2 separate regions of the Triticum aestivum genome follow, and region 2 is linked to region 1. The links are chromatin contacts, called in public Hi-C maps. All regions are on one chromosome and are shown on one strand. The core of a region is the stretch at or near the end of the contact, and the rest is flanking DNA. Distances in the headings are between cores, read along the strand shown.

What was found. Hi-C and Micro-C count contacts between places; a contact is called where the count stands out from the background.
Region 2: a contact with region 1 is called in a Hi-C map of leaf, with 6 times the contacts expected there. The contact joins the enhancer-like site here to the promoter of LOC123181757 in region 1. A contact is called at or near these places in 3 of 5 Hi-C or Micro-C datasets (all in leaf).

Annotation. Positions count from the first base shown.
Region 1 is chr1D:320,310,869-320,313,568 of IWGSC CS RefSeq v2.1, reverse strand. LOC123181757 reads right to left here and starts at 1,411. Exons shown (of 8, transcript XM_044594091.1): 1 at 1,024-1,411; 2 at 812-942. The coding sequence starts at 1,330.
Region 2 is chr1D:320,685,502-320,688,261 of IWGSC CS RefSeq v2.1, reverse strand. It overlaps LOC123181761 (phospholipase D zeta 1), which reads left to right. Exons shown (of 20, transcript XM_044594095.1): 20 at 1-87. Among protein-coding and RNA genes, the nearest start is that of LOC123181761, 19 kb to the left of the region's middle. Within about 2 kb of position 1,366, at least 6 of the 8 cell types and tissues checked have an H3K27ac peak or open chromatin away from gene starts, as enhancers often do. A contact at or near this core is called in leaf, where this site is marked.

The sequences.
Region 1 (2,700 bases), core at 162-2,661:
ATCTGCTTAAGCAGTAACAAAAGTCCTCTTCTGCTTGCAATAGAGTAATACAATAATTATCTTATACATTCGTAAACATATTTCCATGCCTCAGTTTTGTTCAGTGCGAGATGGTTTCATCCTTTTGGACTCCACAAATGGATCAAAAGTAGTTTGCGTTCACATGGTCAATTGATCCCACGAATATAAAAGAGAAACATTAAGCAATATAAAAAAATCACATGTTAGTCAATATAAAAGGTAAATAATTATATATAAAACGAGTTTCATGCATTAGTCAATATTAAAGATAAGCAAAAAATATCTTTTTCAGAAGTTTGTAAAAAGAAAAGTGATACGGTCATCTCCAAAATTGCATCTAGCTCATATCAGTGGCGGTTATTTGATTGGATAGATGCCCTAACTCCACAATGAGAACTTCTCTTTTCCCTCTGTATCTTTCAACATAGCAAAAATCAACAGTCAAGCGCAGCTATGAAAGAGGTGAAATATGTAATGTGTCCTATAAGAATGTCAGAAAAATGAACACCACAGAGAAGCTCAATTCCCTATCACCCTGACTATTTGGTCATCCAGGAATTCCAAACATCACAACATTCAGGCAGAATTGCATATGACAGCTCCGAGCAATCCATCCATGTCCCTATGGAAAATTGGAAATACTACACACCTTGTAGAGTCACACACCACTACGCCACAAACAGAACTATACAGGAAATGCAACCAGACGGACTATGCGTACACAAAGATGAAGCACGAGTACTGACAAGGCCACAAGGGCATCATAAAGATATGCATACAGTATGCTTGCCTTAGTGGCCTCAATGGCGATGCCGCGCTCGAAGAAGATGGGGGCGGCGTGGGCGAAGACGCGCCGGAACCCTCGCAGCGCCGCCACACGGAACCCCTCCAGCTCCGGGAACGTGCTCCTCGCGCTCCGCTCTGGCGTCAGGGACCTCGAAACTTAGAGCCTATGGTTTGGACTCGGAGTTTATTACTGACGGGGAGCGCGGTGGAACTAACCGGAAAGAAGGGAGCCGAAGCCGATGACGGAGATGAGGCCGTCGGGAGAGGCGATGCCGGCGAAGTCGGCGGCAGAGGCCAACTCGCTGAAGGCGTCGCCGCCGCTGCTGGTGGCCCGGGAGGCCGCGGTAAGAGGAGGCATGAGGCGGCGGCTGCGGCGGATGGACGGCAGAGAGGGTTCCGGCGATCGCCGGAGGTGGATGAGGGGTCGTCGGTGGAGGGTGGGGCGGTCTCCCGCGTTGGATTTTGATCGGACAGCTGCGGATGGCCCGGGGCGGAGCGTTCCGGCGGAGGCGATGCCGCGCATTATTGGGGAAAGGACAGGCAGTCGTGTGCTTCGCTTACAGTCACCACGGCAGCTTGTTGGTTTTCCAATTGAGGTGTGATTGCATAGTCAGCTCATCACAGTTTAAAGTCTCAGACTTAGGCATCGGTGCTTGTATTTTTCGAAATTATTTTAATCTTTTCGGCAATGTTCGTTTAGTGAGAGGATACTTTTGTGTCGACTATGAGGCGTCTCACTTCATCAATCTCAAAATGCCATGTTGGTTCAGTCTCTCAGAGGTGCTTATAAGGGTAGAATGTACGTACATGCCTTCATAGAAATGAGTGTATGCTCGTGTACATGAACAACTTTAATTGTATTGTGGTCAAAAGAGCAATCAATCGTGTTGTTGACCAGTAAATTAAACTAGGACCCGGCTACCGAGCGCCGTTGCGCTGGTTCGTTGATTCGAGCGCACCCTCCCTCACAGAACGGCCAGAACTGCTCCGCGTGATGCGCGCGTTGCTAGGAGTCACAATCAGCACCCTCACCCGCCATGCATGCATCCATCCACATCCATCCATCAGGCACTAGCTAAGCCATCTAGTACGTGTATGGCAAAGTAGCTGCTCAATGATGCCTAGCACACGTGTGTGCTAACTTGCTTCTTTGCTACGTTTTCTTACACACCTGCAACTGCTCGTGTTGCCTAGCTTGTTGTGTCATCGCCGGTCGCCAAACCCTCATCAACAGATTCGTTCGCCTGCTGCCTAGTGTACCGTGCCGAACGCCCCCTCGCCGAATGATCCGTCTGGTCACCTAGCGTATCGCTCATTGGCACCGTTGCCTGGGAGCCAGGCCGACCAATCTAACGGCCCCGATGCCAGACTACGTCCCTCGTGTCCCTCCTTTTTGAGGCGTATGCTAGATCGTGTCCCTCACAACCTCCTCTACGATGAATCGATGATCACTACAGCACACTGCCCATACCTCTTGCGACGACCACCACTACTACCTCAAAAATGAAGTGAACATCGCCCCTCGGAACCACGGCATCACTCTGTTGCGCACCGCGTCATCACCTGGCCCGCGTCTATATCAAGCAAGTTCATAGGAAACGGGGATTAGCAACCACTTGTACGTCATACGAGTACATCTTCTACTACATCATATCACAACTCTTCATCGGTCCGGACCATAGAGGTAACTATTGCGACCTTCTCATCGTACTAGTCATTGACCGCGCCACTGGCAAGGTCAGATAACGCTATCACATACCGGAGTCACTATAAACGTCCCTCATGAGTATACCTACTTGGGTCAAGACCACATCACTCGCCCGGAACGGGGATAATTCAGTACTAAGTTACTTTTAGTTGAGTTTCTTTGAGTTGTTGACACAAACCTATTTG
Region 2 (2,760 bases), core at 117-2,616, 370 kb before region 1:
TAAAGCTGTCTTGGTTGTACATTATGAATTATTTTTGAAGAATAAGTACATTCTAGTTGGCCTTGCAATGTATGCACTATTAATCTCTCCGGTGTGACTTTTGAAACCTTTGCTGTCTTGTGTTTCATCTTCTCGAGAATTACTGTACATTCTAGACAGAACAATCATCCCATCTTGAACTGATGTGTTTCTGTGATGTTATGAATGAGGATGTATTTACCCAGATGAATGATATAACGAATGAAGATGCACGTACCCTGCACCTCTTCACCGGTAATCATTAGACGTCATTGCATGTGTTTTGGCAGAAGCTGGTAATAAGAAACAGCCGAGGGTTACGTCCATACTATGTAGCTATATCCTAATAGAGTGTGATTACGTCCATATTTCGCCCATGGTTTCTCACAGAAGTCCTGGACATCTCTCGAAGGAACCACTTTAGCAGTTAGCTCGTCGGCTAGATGCCCTCCAGCCAACACAAGCTACAACCAACTTTGTAGCTTCCTGCAGCAAGACCAACAAACCCACAACTCTAATAATCAATGGTTTGTAGCTACATCAGCACTTAACTAACACAGGGTACGTGATCGTTTTTAACTAATGTAATAAGGTTATAATACTTTTGCATTTTTTTTATACTCCCTCCGTCCCAAAATAAGTGTTTCAACCTTAGTAAAACTTTGTAATAGAGTTACAAAGTTGAAACACTTATTTTCGGACAGAGAGAGTAGGTAATTGCAATAGTATATATACGGTCGCCTCACCAGATACCCAAATAAGTTTTTATCTAACTGCTTTGGCGATTGAGCTAGGTTTGTAACTGTTTATCTAACTGCTTTGGCGGTTGAGCTAAGTTTGTAATTGTTGAGCAATAGTGCCTTGTCAAGCCTACTCGGTGGGCAAAGCTTGGAAAGCACTTGTATGAAAACACTTATGGCACGATCAAGCTACATCAATGATCTGATGTTTTGAAGTCGTAGTTGTGAAATTGACGAAACGTTAATGAATACATAGTTGATGAAAACGAATCAAGGATCCTTTCGGAAAGCCGTGGACATGCATTCATTCCTGCAGGCTGCAGGTGTATTACAGATTAAATTTGGGTTAACACATCCAGTGAATTCTTAGTGGGAAAACATGTGCTCGTGCTTGCACTCACTGGAATCTCAAATTTGTTTCCTGGTTCGGCAAATCCATTGGCAGTCAGTGTCGATATTGAAACTTGCATCTCCGCCACAAAAAAGAAAAAAAGAAAAAGAAAAAAGAAAATCAATGCTTGTGGAACTGGAAATGTCTAGAATGTGTCGCCTCCTTCCGTGCCCTATTTTTAGCCAAGCACCAACCAGTCTAGCTAGGTGTCCTGATCATGTAGGCCAGATCTGATTGCTAGGCACCTCTGAACGGGACGGGACCCAGTGCTATGATACCACCACTCATCTCAATGCCTCATCGGCTGTGTCCTTTAATTTCTTGCCTAGTCATTCTGACGATATAGTGGGCGCAGCGCTGTGGGCTCACGCGTGTTGGTCGACGTGGATCCATGCCATCTTGTTGGCTTTTCCTTCTTAGGATCCAGATCCCTACTATCCCACAGAAGCTACTTGCACAGATCAGATGGGAGTTTTCCGTAGCACTCCGTCTCCGGTGTTCTCCTGTACTTGCACAGATCAGATATTTACTCCGTTTCCGGTGTCGCGTGTACGAGTCACCAAGCACTGCGCATATCGTAGCTGCACTGGGCACCGCAAGCGACGCTCTCTCGTACAGTACATGCATGCGCACGGTGTGATGTTTTTCTTAGAGTCCAAGGCAATGGTAGTTCGCACAAATCGAATGCCATTCAATCTAGAATTGGCAAATTTTCACATACTTCTCAAGCTCTTTTTTGACACTAAAAATCACATAGTTCTCGAGACCGGAGCCCGTCTGATGGCCGATCGAGGAGAGCACGAGTGCACGTTGCCTGCCGGCGACTTGATTCTCAAACGCAACCTAAATGATTAGACATTCTCTTTGCGGGGCCTAAATGATTAGATTAGACATGCGTGAACATCCCGATCGAAGCAAATCATACAGCACAAAACCATACATCTCTGCTCCATGCATCACGAGCAAGAAACAAACAAGCACTCCCTTCATCTCATAATGTAAGACGTTTCTTGACACTAGTAAAACGTTTCTTGACACTACAATGTCACATTATAGGACGGGGGAGTACATTCGATGACGGCCAGAACACTACATATATTTTGGATATTTCGACCCAACTTGTTCCAGAATAGATATATAAAGGTGAGAATCGCGAGTACGGACATTAGATGCCAAGCGGCGCCGTGCTGCCGTTGGTTTCCAGCTCACATACAAAGCCCTCGGACCTCGGTGCGCCGCCCCCGTAGGCTGCAACTGCAAGCAAAGGTGTCCGCTGCTAGGCGTATAGACATGCACACGGAAGATTCTAGAGCCTGAGGCTAGGACCACTAATTCCAATATAGGAATCCAGAAGTCGTACGTACACTCCACTGATGAGCACATAGACATGGATGCAAAACCGCTTTGGTTCATGAGCTGGTGCACTTTGCTTCTTCTGAGGTGGTTAGTGCGTTAAAGCCATACATAAGAGGCTGATATGCACGCGGACAAAGTAAACAAGCACGTAAAAACAACAGGAGGGAACTATACCATTTCTTTTTTAAGGGAGCTAAACTTTTGCTTGAAAACAAACCAAAAAGATCACTATGAACATTTCAGATGCTGAAGGGG